3 separate regions of the Gossypium hirsutum genome follow, and regions 1 and 2 are each linked to region 3. The links are chromatin contacts, called in public Hi-C maps. All regions are on one chromosome and are shown on one strand. The core of a region is the stretch at or near the end of the contact, and the rest is flanking DNA. Distances in the headings are between cores, read along the strand shown. Region 1 holds the start of LOC107914735 (UDP-glucuronate 4-epimerase 6-like). Region 2 has its middle 20 kb from the start of LOC121222905. Region 3 holds the start of LOC107914787 (adenosylhomocysteinase-like).

Region 1 (5,036 bases), core at 519-3,018, 240 kb after region 3:
GGTTTTAACTCATTACTTTCATAAATGTTTAAAGGTTATAGACATCCATTTAATGTATTTACAACAATTTTTAGTTATTTAATTTTTTACACACATTTGATAATTTATAATAAAAATCATCTGATAGAATATTTTTCGACAAAAAAATGATAACTACTTATCATTAGAGGTATTCATGGGTCGGGTTCGGTTCGGGTCGGGCCAAACCAAAATTTTGGGCCCATTTGTTAGGCCCAGACCAGGCCCGAAAAATGGGCCTAACATTTTACCCAAGCCTGGCCCAAATAAAAATGTTAAAACTTGGGCCCAACCTGACCTGCCTGTATTAAAATTTTTTATTTTTTAAATATATATAAATATTTTCCAACAAATTAAAAATAAATTTTTAAAAATACTAATATTTAAATAGTAGCAACATAATAGTGAAATTGTAGTAAACTAATGAGAAAACAAGAAAATAGCATTAAAACAGTAAAAAAAAAGCAAATTTTTTGTCCTTTTGTGAATTCGGGTCAGGTAAAAAATGCCTTACCCGAGGCTCGACCCATTTTTTAAACAGGCCTTATTTTTAGCCCAAATCTATTTTTTGGGCCTATATTATTTCTCAAACCCTCTCACTTTTCAGGCGGAGGCCAGAGAACAGATATACTTATCACTTAATCGAGAATATTTTTAATTTATTTTATACTTTATTTAAAATAATATAAAATGTTTAAAAAGAACAAGGGTAAACATGTGAAATAAAAAATCATAATTTAATATTTATTTATATTAAATAATCTAATTATATTATGTAGGAAACAGATTTTACAATTAAAATTGAGTAGTTGATTTTTCCGTTTAGCAGAGAACATTTTAATGTAATATGCTATTGTACTTCATATATTGAATTCATACTTGTGTATTTTAAAGTATTACGTTATACTTGAATGAATTTTTGAGGTAGTATTCATGTGGTGATCCAAAAGCCTTGTCCTTTGTTTAACCATATACCGTATGCCCAAACATTTAAAATGGTAAGAACAAATATGTATAAATAGTCTTATTCATGACAAAGCCAGTTGCTATGCCTTTAGAAAGCACATGAGGGGAGTGTTCTTTTTTCTTTAACTTTAAAGAAGATAGCTGGCAAATATCCCCATCTCCTATGCATTGATTTGATTCACATTGTAATTATCACCATTTTATCATATCCTATTTATTGCTCCCTTTCCATTTGTCAAATTTTGTGAAGTAAGCTAAAGCTAAGCTGGCCTGAAACTCTTGTTTTGTGTTCTATTTCCAATTTCAATTTTTTCTCATCTTTTATTTCAATAAAATATAACTCTTGGTTCCATCAATCATGCCAATTTTTAATTATACAAAGATAAAATTTTTAATATAAATGATCAATTTTTTCTTTAATTTGATGGGTAAGAACTAATTTACATATTTTTTTAATTAAAAAGAGTATGTAGTATGAGTCTTAAGGTGGGTTTGGATGGGCGATTGGGTGCGGTGCGGTGCGTTTAGCTTATTTTTTGTCTCACGCTACAGTATCGCTACAGTAACTAATTTCACCGCCACCGCTGTTTTTACACTAACCGCAGGTAAATGCACCGCCCATCCAAATTCACTCTTAGTGTAAGAACAGACACATAAATTATTGATGGAAATGAGTTTTTTCAAATGAGTAAAAATATTAATGTGAAGTACAAAATTCAATTTTTTTTATTTTGATAAAATAGAAATTTATATTGTTCATTCAGAAATTGAATTCAAAAGTGGCATATCTGAAGTTGAATTATTAAAAAAAAAAACCAAAACTGGCGTCCAACCAATGGCCACCACCTTTCCCCTCCGTTTCTCTTTATTTTATTTATTTTCCTTCCAATTCTCTTCCTCTCTTTATAATCTTCCATCTACACACTTCTCAACTTCAGGGCTCAGCCTCTCTTCTCCAACACATTGAGCCCTTTTTTTCTCTCTTCCCGAAAAGGAAAAAGGGAAAACAGTCGCACCCAATAACAATTTCAGTAGTAAACAAAGCAAAAAGCAAACCCCCAAAATTAGTTGAAAAGAAAATGCCTACACCACCGGACACCAGCAAAACCTTGAAATTAGAGAGATACAACAATTATCTCCGAAAAATTCACAGCACCAAACTCATCACTGCTTCTTCTAAACTTCTCTTTCGTGCAACCCTTCTCATTGCTTTGATTCTGATCCTTTTTTTCACCATCAATTACCCTCCTCTTTCCGATACTCCCCACCATGTCCCTCCTCACCACCGTCTCCACCACCACAGCTTACTTTCCACTTCCCTTTTCTCCGCCGGGGGCGGTGCCGCCTGGGAGAAACAAGTCCGACTCTCTTCCACGCCGCGTAGAACCAATGGGTTCTCCGTTTTGGTCACTGGCGCCGCTGGGTTCGTCGGTTCCCACTGTTCCCTCGCTTTGAAGAAACGAGGCGATGGGGTTCTTGGTTTAGACAACTTCAATAACTACTACGATCCGTCTTTGAAAAGAGCCAGGCAAAACCTTTTGAGTAAGCACCAAGTTTTCATCGTCAAAGGTGACTTGAACGACGGGCCATTGCTGACCAAGCTATTCGACGTTGTGCCCTTCACTCACGTCCTTCACTTAGCGGCTCAGGCCGGCGTACGTTACGCCATGCAAAACCCACAGTCGTACATCAGCTCCAACATTGCAGGCTTTGTTAACTTGCTCGAAGTAGCCAAAGCAGCCAATCCTCAGCCATCCATTGTTTGGGCATCATCGAGCTCCGTTTACGGCCTCAACACCGAAAACCCATTCTCCGAACGCGACCGGACAGACCAACCGGCTAGCCTTTACGCCGCCACAAAGAAAGCCGGCGAAGAAATCGCCCACACTTACAACCATATCTACGGTCTTTCCCTTACGGGGCTAAGATTCTTCACGGTTTACGGTCCTTGGGGAAGACCCGACATGGCTTATTTCTTCTTCACTAAAGACATCCTACAAGGGAAGTCGATTGACATATACAAGACGCATGATCAGAAAGAGGTGGCGCGTGACTTCACCTACATAGACGACGTGGTGAAAGGGTGTTTAGGGGCGTTGGACACGGCGGAGAAGAGCACCGGAAGCGGCGAGAAGAAGAAAGGGGCGGCTCAGTTGAGAGTTTACAACTTGGGGAACACATCGCCGGTCCCAGTGGGGCGATTGGTATCGATCCTGGAAGGGTTGCTGAGCACAAAGGCCAAGAAACATGTGATCACGATGCCAAGAAATGGGGACGTGCCCTTCACACATGCCAACGTGACGTTAGCCTTCAAGGACTTTGGGTACAAGCCCACCACGGATTTGTCCACTGGGTTGAGGAAATTTGTGAAATGGTACATCAGTTATTATGGGATTCAATCAAAAACAAGGAAGGAAAGTCAAGCTACCGGTGAATCCGGCTAAAGAACATTGAGCTTCATCATCAAGCACATGGTTGGTTGGGTGTTTTTTTTTTTTTTTGAATTTTGGGTTTTTGGTCCTACGATGTAAAAAAAAGGATCAAAGTGTTGGAGGTGTTGTTACTGTAGCATATAGATATAGATTAATATTTGATGAAGATATAGAAAAGGATAAATGTGAAAAGAGAATTAAAAAGAAAAAAAGTGTAGAATTGTGAAGATGAGGTAAGTGTAATAAGGTGGTAGGGTCTGCTAGAAAGGATGCAGATCTTCACAGCTGATTTTCATATGAAATAGAAAAAATGATTTGTGATTTTTATTTCGTTGCTTACAGTATGAGGTATATGAGCACCGCTTCTCCTACTCGTATCGAATAGAACATGCTGAGGCAAACCTTCTTCACGTAAAACCTGCTTCGACTCTAACATTCCATAAATAATCTCCTTTTTGCAACCATATATATGTTATTCAACTTACCTCCTCCTTGGACAAAACTCAAACAATTACAAAATTTTTCTTATTTTTCTTTTTTTCCAAATACTACTATACATGATTCCCCCTTGGTTTTGCTTTTTAAGGAATCCTAAGAGGAGGATGAGAAATTACAAGTTTTTAGGATCCAATTAGGTCAAGTTACACCTCCAACTTTATACAAAGTTTTCACTATTTAAAATTTTAATAAAATATTTATATATATTTCTTATTATATTTTAATTTGAATTTGAAATTTTTTTGTTAAAAGCTCAACTTGTACAAGTCTAAAATAGATTTAGTAAGATGTAATTTCCTTTTCCTAGTCAATGATTAATTTCTCTTGCATGATTATCTTCTCCTATAGCATGTTTATGATCATTCATCATATAAACAAAATTATGCACGATAATATGCTTAGATTCAGGGATAAATTTCAAATATACAAATTTTGATTTAATTTATAATTTGATGTATGTACTTTGATTTGGTGCAATTATGTACATCAAACTTTGATTTTAGTTCAAATGTATAAAAAAAAACAACCCAAATAACTCTACTTTTTTGGGAAATAATGATTTTCATTAAAGAAGAGAAGAATACAATAGCCTTTGAAACGTATAAGCAACTAAAATGAAGAGTAAAAGCTTTCCTCAATTCCACACATAAAATCGTGAGATAATGAAAAGACATAAAATAAAATCACTAATACTAAACTATAGTAAAAGAGAAAAATTAATGTTGATCCTCTAGAAACTTTAGAGCATCTGGTGTTTTGAGAAAACCTACGAGCACAAGAAATCCTAACTCTCTTCGAAAGATAACTTTGCAGATGAATCAAAGACTTATGAAGCCATCGTTTCCTTATCTCTTTCAATCTAAGGATGAAGAAATATATGTGTTTCTTCAAGAACTAATCAACAACCACATGCAAAGCTTCCTTTCTAAGAATATGAGTAGCTTGATTCCTAGATTAAGGCACATGAACAAAACTACATAGAGTAAACTATAATGTTAATGCCTTGACTTCGGCCACAAAAACCACCATCAAGATTTGTCAATGCTGCTAGTAGAGATTTTTTAATTATTATTGTGAAAGTATCACCTTCCACAAGAACGCGATGTAAGCCCAAATCTCAAG
Region 2 (4,676 bases), core at 1,977-4,476, 170 kb after region 3:
AAAAAGGTCGAAAAAAGTTGAAGGGTTAAAATGATTTTTTCTTTTTACAAAATTGGAAGGTTAAATACCTCATTGTATCTAAAAATTGAGAGTCAATTTAGTTCAAACAAAAAAAAAATAGAGGACAAATTAAATAAATGTGTGAATATAAAAAATTAAATATATTATTTGTTTTATATATAAAAGGTTAGAATAAATTTTTAAAAATAAAACTTTGGGGACAAAATAATTATTTTACTTATTCATTTAATATAGGGGATTAATTTTTTATTTTTTAGCGGCCAAGATATATTACAGAATCACTACAGTACTTTTAGCGATCTGATTGATGCTTGGGCTTTCAAAAGAAAGAGAAAATGGATCATGGAGAGCATTATTTCTCTTTTTATTTTTTAAAATTTGTATTAAATTTATAAATAATTAGGCTACTCCAGTTTGAAGTTAATTTTGTGTTTCTTTGTATGGGGTCCATGACCTCGTTACCATTCCCAAGGTATATTATTTGTAATATTTGTAGGGAGAAAAAAACACTAGAATTCATCACATCATCACTATATGGTGAAATAACATTTTTTCAAAACAATAATACTTGTTAAAATAATTATATTTCAAAAAATAAATTAACATTTAAAAGTCAGAAAAAAAATTGGTGAATACTTATTTTTAAACATAATTATTTGATATATTATTAGTAAATCTCTTAGATTTTACAAATAGATTGAAAGATTGATAAATGTCATATTTATTTATATGTATATATTTTAAATTTCATAATACAATCATCCAACTCTTAACCTAAAAAATTTCTTAAAATAAATGACGCTCCTTAAAAAATCACTTGCCTAAGAGATGGAAGAAAAGCAAAGAATAAATTTAACTCATCATTCATTAATAATTTTATTAGTTGATTGAGTCTTAGCTCGACTGTTATGAGTATTGTTGCCACTATAGGAGAACATGGGTTTGAGTGTTTTTTTATTAAATAAATATTATTTATATTATACTTATTCAACCATGATTCTCCTATCTCTTCCTAGAAATAGATGACACTGGTAGACTTATTTACATAAGTTTTATGACATAAGTTTCATATATTGTTATTCTGCCAGAAAGTAATAAAAATTTATTTTTTGAGAATAATAATTTCTACCGGTACCTATTGAGATAATTACTTTTCTACTGAAAGTAGTAAATTGTTTTTGTTTCTGTGTTTGGTTCTTGTTGCTCAAGCCCACACTCGATGCAATTTGGGGTACGAGGATAACGGAGAAGATCGTTCAGTTGAAAGCTAGGAATGTTTTGGATCTATCTAGCATAAAACACAAGTATGTTTTGATAGAATGTTTATTACAATAAATATCACAAATCGACTTGGTTTTGAACATTTTTAAACTTCCGCTATAATAGTAAATCGCTTTCATAACTAGATTTTTCCATTACTATCATCATAATCTTCATCATAGCTATCATCCATGTCAGTATCATCCACTAAATCATCATTATCTTAGTTTTCATGTCGACAGTCATGCTTAGAAGGGATGGATTCTTCCCCTTGATGCCATGGGTTTTTATCACGATTCATCTTACCTGCTCTTGACTCCTCAATAAGCTTTTCATTTCTTTTATCTACTTGCTTCTGTTTATCCATTTGATCCTGGATAAAATTTTATTGCTCTTTGTATCTCTTTTTCTGGAAGGATATTTGTTCCTTCATAACTCTTATTCTCTCTTGCATGTCCAAATATTGTTGATTATTGGACTAGTGATGTTGGGATCCCTGATCAGTAGATGATGGTCCGGCATGGTGCTAATTTTGTGGGTTAAAATATCATGGGGGTAGTGGTAAAATTATTGGCATGGGTTTTTTTGGTATTGATTTTGCTGATTTTGATTTTGAGGGTTTGTTTGATTTTGTGGGTTTGTGTTCTGGTTGTCATGTATGGGGTTTGGGTTTTGAGTTTTTCTGGTTTGAACTATATTTAATCTTCTGTTACGACTAGTGGGGTCTATAACTTGGTCGTGAGTGGGATCAAACTCGATGCTAAGAGGATCCCTGACACTTGGGTTCGAAATGTTTGTCCACACTCACCACACCAATTGTTAATTAGTGAGGTGAAAAATTTTGGAAGACGGTGGCTGAACGGGGAAGGTAGTGTGAAGATTAGGAAAGAGGTTAATTAGTGGAAGAGTTTAGGAATTAAAGGAGTGAGTATGTAGTGTGTATGAGTTGTTGCATGGACCTTTTGTAGTGGGGAACAAACTTAGCTACATGTCTTGAGGTCATTGATATAGAAGTTTGATTTGATACTACTGGTAGTGACGGTGATGATAAGTCTTAGGATGATGTTTTAGAACGACTGTTAATCAATTACTCTAAGCCTCCACGTGGTTCTTATCTAATCTTAGCGGAGATGCCCAACTCCCAAGTTCGTCAAGCTGAGGTTCACAAACTAACTCAAGACCCGCCATGTCTAGTTCCATTGAGAAACACATGCCGAGTTCTCTATAAGTACGTTGTCAGATTCACAAGATCTATTATGAGGTATATGTAGTTCTCTACGGAAGATATAACAATCCATCAACTTTCACATATAAAACTTTTATATTATTGTTTTTTTTTATTTCTTTTTACTTATCATTTTCATGAAGCTTAATTTTTCAAAAAGGAAATTGAAAGTCTGGAATCAAGATCCAATGTTTGTTTAAACAAATCTCTTGAATAATCAAGTTTAATATTTGTTTCCATGTACACCGTACTTCTTTGAAGCCAAATGATTCCCAAAGCTCCAAGAGCTATTCCTCAACTTTGGTGAAAGGTGGTCCATAGTTTAATGAGAACCAAAAGAAAAAAAATTCAATGCGACCTCTAATTGGATATGATCTAACATTCTTATCCATTTGAAAAAGCGCCATCACTCGGGATTAAAATTTTGATTAAGAAATGATTGCGTCTCTAAAGAAGATTATACCCTTAAATTAACATCTTTTATATTTTATAAATATAATACCCAAATTGTTGTACACCCTCTGAACTATTTACAGATACAGAAACTTAAATTTGAATTTGAAAATCGAATAAATTTGGGTTAAATTTAAATGCCTATTTGTATTAAAATCAAAGCACCAAATTGAAAATTAAAAGAAAAATGGGTTTTTGGCATCATTGTGCATAATCTTTCCCATGTGATAAAGAGGCCGGAAGGAATATTTAAGCTACCCTTTCAGAGTTTGAAACCTTCCCTTGTCGTAAGGACACCCTACTTTAATTTTTCATAAAATTATTCCACGTCAGCTTCGATTTAAATAAGAAAAATAATTGTATTTAAAGAAGAAAAAGAGGTATTCTGACATACCATCACATTAGATAAATCACATATACATTTTACATATATTATTAATCATTATACAATAATGATAAAAAGTATTTTAACTGTGCATATAATTTTCTGCTTCTATAATAATTATAATTATTCTTTTAATAATTATTTTTTATTATATTTACAATCTTATTTTATTTCATTTTAATTTTAAAATAAAATTAATATTTAATTTATGTGTACCGGTTTGTGGAGATTTAAACAATTAAGATTTCAGAATCTATCACATGTTCATCTTTCTCAAATATAATTTTTCATATTTTATAAATACTTTAATTACTATTTAAGTTCTTTTATTTTTAAAATATTTTAATTATCTTTAAAATAACTATTTACACGAATTATATAAAATAAAAGTAATAAAAAGTAAAATATGGACCTATATATTAAGAAAGTATTATTCCCAGCTCATAAAACTCATATGATTGAGACGAGTGACCACCGACACTGCAAGTGTCTTGCATTGTAGGAAAAATGGAAATCAGCTTTTACTACATTTTGTAAACAAATGTATAAGGTGAAATGGATGTCGGAAAATGCACAAATATTTAGATGAGTTTTGTCTGTGTTTACTTTATATACAATTGGTGTTCCTTGAGTATTTTAAAACAAATGTCCATAATAAAACCCAAACCTTAACATCTTTGTCGGTAACACACATTTAAATCATCAAAAAGCATGTAAATGTAACATTTGTAATTTTAAATGATTTAGTTTCATTTTGAGAAAAGTTCTAATTTTATATTAGAATTTTAATTTAATAAATTCTGTTTTTTAAGTCAAATTCAAACTTAACGTTTTCTTTTTATAAGATAACAAAATAAAATTAGGTTTCACAATTCGAGTGAGTATAATTATCCAACGAATTTATTGTATGAAATGGTAAAAATTATTATACGATTTTTTGGATTCAATATTCATTACTTTTACTTATATGTATATACTTTTTTAGATTTATCAAAATTTAAAAATAAAAATATTCTCAAATTAATATTTATTATCTTATAAAATTAAAGGATATTTGGTAATTTTCTAACCGAGTTGAAATTCTATTAATGAGTGGCACCAACTCAATTAGCTTTTTAAAATATAATATAGATATGTTTTTTTTATATTAATATTGCGCCTTTAGAAATCAATAATAAAATAGGGTTAACACTTGTTTATCATTATTACCATTTATTTACAATGTATATGTTTTTGGTGAATAGATTAAGAAACTTCACAATAAGCTAGAAAACGTTAAAATGAGAAGCTACATATAACTGTAAACCTTCCTCCCTGCCAAACACCAACTTG
Region 3 (4,958 bases), core at 1,802-4,301:
TATAATACAATATTATGTAAACATAAAAAAATATATATGTTAACTTGTCTAAATTTAAATTTTCAATAAAAGAAAATTTATAAAAAATTAAATTATAATTAATATATATTTGAAACAAGCCTAAATGGAGATGGGCTAATCATTTAAAATATGGATAGGTTTTGGCAAAATTTTAAATTTATATTTCGGACCGGATCGAGTTTAGACAAAAATAAAATGCATTAATGTGATACATAAATTCAACCTATGAACATTTATAATAAACGCGTATACTAAACATTTCAAAACCTCTATTTTGGACTCACAATACACACGTAATATTATTATTAGATCCATAGTCCCCAAACATTTTTCTTTTATCCTCAGTTTGATTATTTATGTAATCACCTGAACATGGAATTCGAGGTGACGTGATTTCTTAGTGTTGGAAAAATAAGATTCTAACCAAACATCGCATTTAGAGTGGTATGGAATAAAATGTGAAACGTGCAGCTCTCAAATCAAAGGACGGCCTAGGGGAGAGAGGCCTTGCTACTTATCCAAAGTTGGACACCCCAAATCAGTAGTCAATTGCCTCCTTCACGCTTGCCAACCACCCTCTGCTCTATGCTCTATGCTCTATGCCGCCTGAATTAAGTGACCAAAATGTAAAATTACTGTATAATTTACCCTTTATTATTCCATTTTCTAAGGCCACCATCAACGCCAAGTATGAAAATTAGAAAAGAATACAACCTACTCCAACCAGCAACAGCCTTTTTGCCAACAAATATCCTACTCTTTAGTTCAACGTTCTTTTTTCCACTACGAAATTTCCTCTGCCATAATAAAGCCAATTAAATATAATATAACCAAGATTAGTGGCAAAGTTGGGTGTCAATATTTGATGAAATAGAAAGTGAAAATCATCTTTTTTTTGATTAATTAATTGAAAACCAGATGCAGCAAAACTGGACTGCACCAATGGCGAAATATCATCTCCCACACAATCCCCATCACCTTATTCAGACCCCATTTGGTCTTCTTCAAGCAGAGACCTCATTTCTTTTCCACCAAAACTTACCATCCATCCCACACGCAAACTCCTATCAAAATCAAAATCTAACCATCTAACCACAAATCATCAATAAATTTTAGTAAAAACAAACAATCAAACCATCCCGTTGTATGGTTCCTTTTTCTAGTCCAACTCTCTCCCTCTCTCTCTCTCGTATTCTCTCCTCAGTACCTGTAGTGAGGAGGCTTGTAAGGACCCTCAATGGGGACGCTAATGTAGTCAGCCTGATCCTTGGTGAGCTTGGTGAGGTTAGCCCCAAGCTTTCCAAGGTGAAGAGCAGCCACCTTCTCATCAAGGTGCTTAGGCAAAACGTACACCTTCTTCTCGTACTTGCCGGTTGCCTTCTCCTTCCACAGCTCGAGCTGGGCGATCACCTGGTTGGTGAAAGAGCATGACATGACAAAGCTAGGGTGGCCAGTAGCACAACCCAAGTTCATGAGACGTCCTTCAGCCAACACAATGATGCCGGTGTTGGTTTCAGGGAAGACCCACCTATCGGTTTGAGGCTTGATGGTAATGCGCTTGACACCAGGATAATTCTCGAGACCGAGCATGTCAATTTCATTGTCGAAGTGACCGATGTTGCAAACAATGGCATTGTTCTTCATCTTCCTCATGTGGTTAACCATGATGATGTCCTTGTTACCAGTGGTGGTGACAAAGATATCAGCCTCGGAGACAACATCCTCAAGGGTCAAAACTTGAAGTCCTTCCATGAGAGCCTGAAGGGCACAGATGGGATCGATCTCGGTGACAATGACGCGAGCACCGGCTTGCTTCAAGGCAGCAGCACAACCCTTGCCGACATCACCATAACCACAGACAACAGCGACCTTACCAGCAATCATGACATCGGTAGCTCTCATCAACCCATCGGGAAGAGAGTGACGGCATCCATACAAGTTATCGAACTGTTCAAAAAGATCAAATCATAGCAACAATTAGACCAGAATACAGTAAAAACCACAATTCAATTAATGAACAAAAAGACCATCAGCATTGCAATTAAAATCTAAACGCCACTAACAGTAAAAACAGAGCAAGCAAATATCAGATCTGAAGGAATTGCAAAAAATATGTATATTGTTTTGTTATTTCTAAATCATTTTTTTATCACATCTGCTTGGACAAAGACAATATCCTTCATATAAGAAGTTCAAAAGGTAAAGCAGCAAAAAAGTAGGGAAAAATGGACCTTGCTCTTGGTGACAGAGTCATTGACATTAATAGCAGGGAACAACAAGGTTCCATTGGCCTGCATCTGATAAAGCCTCTTAACACCGGTTGTAGTTTCCTCAGAAACACCAACTAATCTCTCCTTCATCCTTGTATACTTCTTGGGATCTGCCTTCAACCCATCTCTAATTATGGTCAAAACAATCTGAAACTCGGCATTGTCGGTAGAAGACGGATCTGGGAGCTGCCCGGTTTTCTCATAAACCTGCTCGGCTTTAACTCCTTCATGGATCAACAGAGTAGCATCACCACCATCATCCACGATCAGATCAGGTCCACCGGTGGGACCCCAGTCAAGGGCTCTCTCGGTACACCACCAGTATTCCTGGAGGGTCTCACCTTTCCAGGCGAACACGGCTGCCGAGTCACGGGCAATGGCGGCGGCGGCATGGTCTTGGGTAGAGAAGATATTGCAAGAGCACCAACGGACTTCAGCTCCGAGGGCGGTGAGGGTTTCGATGAGGACGGCGGTCTGGATGGTCATGTGAAGAGAACCGGTGATTTTGGCTCCCTTGAAAGGTTGGGCAGGGCCGAACTCGGCTCGGCAAGCCATGAGACCGGGCATTTCGACCTCGGCCAACTCGATCTCGAGACGACCGAAGTCAGCCTGAGACATGTCCTTGACCTTGTACTCACGGCCGGCGGCGGTTTTCTCGACGGAAAGAGCCATGGGTTAAAGAAATGGAGTGAATAAGAACAGATCACACTCACCCTTGGAAAAGGAACAAAAAGATAGCAATGAGCGAGTGGGAAGTGGCGAGGAATATGCGGCGATGTAAGGATGTTATAAATAGGTTAGAGTGGTGAAATCCGACGGTGCAGATTGGGTGGGGGCGGAGTTGGTAGATCTCCATTTTCCGATTATTACAATTTAATCTAAATTACAATAAAATTAATATTTTTATTTAAATTTAATTATATAAATATAATATTATTAATATTTAAATAAAAAAGTTTATTTTATTTTTCCTAATAAATTATTATTCATTGAATTAAGTTATATAATTCCAGGTAAATTGTTATCAATCATTTTATTTTATTTTTCCTAATAAACAATTAACGTTTTTGAAAATTTTCATTTTAATCCATTATAGTTTGTAACCCTCAGCATTCAAAATGAACTTTTGGGATAATTCCTTAATTTAATTGCTAATTGAAAAAAAGGTGTTATTGCATGTTGCAAGTTAGGTGAAATGGAACCATTATTGAGCATTATGTTTAATTAAATTGCCTGCCTCTCTCTTTTCATACAAATCTTATATTTTTAACTTAATCCTCTTTGGTCTCGGCTTGAATTGAATGATGATTATTTAGCACGTATTCAAACACTCTTACCTATCTTCTATAAAATATTAGAAAGCGTGAGAATGCAACTCACAATGTTTAGTTGTAATCAAGATTCTATTATTTATTTATATATATAAAAAAGGGTTTCTTTGATTTATTTCCATAAATATTTTCTTTGGCTTATTAAACAATAATAATAAGTGAAAATATTAAAATGATTCTCATAAAATTATGAAAGTTTAATTTGCAAAATAGTCATCAAACTTGTATCAATTCATCTATATATATTTAATTTTGTATATAGCCTTTTACAAAATTTTATTTGTAATTTACTATGTTTGTACAGCTAACTTAATTTTATGTTACAAATTATAAATTAAGCTAAATATACTTTTTTCTGATATCTTTAATATTATATTTAAAGTTTATGATCTTAATTTTATGTTATAAAAAATTAAATTTATTTTTATCCTTTTCTAAAAACTAAAAGTTTATTTAAATATTATTTCTATGAATATTTTTTATGAACGAAACATTTGTTTTCTCAATATATTTATCATTTTTTATATCTATTTTATAATTCTTGTTTGCAGTTCGTAGTTGTCTTGTCTAATAATGTAGTTTCCAAAATTCTAACATGTATTCTCCCTTAAAGTTGTAATGTGTTTTATGTCGCCTTCGAATTTGCACCTTCTTGGGAGTTAGTTTGTCGTTTGGCATGTAGTGGTTTGCCTTTTTTTTTTTTGCACGATTTTTGTGTGTTGTCATAGCAAGGTTTCTTTGTTTTGGTGGGATTTAATAGAGGAGGAACTAAGCGATTTAAGTATGTTAGACAAAGAAGAGGATGCTTTCTAGGTTCAAGAAGATGGATTGGTGTTGGTGGAGGATTGCAATCTGTGTTTGGTCGGTAGTTATTTAACTGCAAGTGTAGTGCATTTTCCCCTAGTGAGAAATATTATGGTTGATCTATGGCATCCTATAGGGGGTATCTCTATCACGGATATTGGCGACAAAATATGTTTATTTCGATTTTTCTATGAGGTGGACATAAATAGGGTTTTGGATGGATCACTATGGTTCTTTAATAACCATCTTTTGCTCCTTCGTAAGATCCAAGGGGATGAGGATGGCGAGGCAGTTGTGTATGCACAATTTCAGTATGAGAAGCTTAGTTTGTTCTTCTTTATTTACGGGAAGCTTGGGATGAGGAGAGTTTTTGTACGTTAAGGGTAACGATGGATTTGTCAAAAATCATTTTTTAGTTGGGACATCTCGTTAAGGGCCCAGCCAAAAAAAGGATCGCACGTGGTGAGTCGATGGTTGATAGAGATAGATATAAATGTGGACCAAAGTTTCAAAAAAAGGGGAAGAATGGGGT

Evidence for each region. Hi-C and Micro-C count contacts between places; a contact is called where the count stands out from the background.
Region 1: a contact with region 3 is called in a Hi-C map of hypocotyl, with 1.9 times the contacts expected there. The contact joins the promoter of LOC107914735 here to the promoter of LOC107914787 in region 3. A contact is called at or near these places in 6 of 34 Hi-C or Micro-C datasets (callus, fibers, hypocotyl and 1 more).
Region 2: a Hi-C map of leaf shows a contact between it and region 3, with 1.6 times the contacts expected there. The contact joins the enhancer-like site here to the promoter of LOC107914787 in region 3. A contact is called at or near these places in 2 of 34 Hi-C or Micro-C datasets (both in leaf).

The regions. Positions count from the first base shown.
Region 1 is chrD10:26,933,035-26,938,070 of Gossypium_hirsutum_v2.1, reverse strand. LOC107914735 (UDP-glucuronate 4-epimerase 6-like) reads left to right here and starts at 1,768. Exons shown (of 1, transcript NM_001327111.2): 1 at 1,768-3,743. The coding sequence starts at 2,064. The coding sequence ends at 3,428.
Region 2 is chrD10:27,000,946-27,005,621 of Gossypium_hirsutum_v2.1, reverse strand. No RefSeq gene overlaps it. Among protein-coding and RNA genes, the nearest start is that of LOC121222905, 20 kb to the right of the region's middle. Within about 2 kb of position 3,226, at least 2 of the 9 cell types and tissues checked have an H3K27ac peak or open chromatin away from gene starts, as enhancers often do. A contact at or near this core is called in leaf, where this site is marked.
Region 3 is chrD10:27,174,730-27,179,687 of Gossypium_hirsutum_v2.1, reverse strand. LOC107914787 (adenosylhomocysteinase-like) reads right to left here and starts at 3,051. Exons shown (of 2, transcript NM_001327114.3): 1 at 2,253-3,051; 2 at 900-1,968. The coding sequence starts at 2,963. The coding sequence ends at 1,222.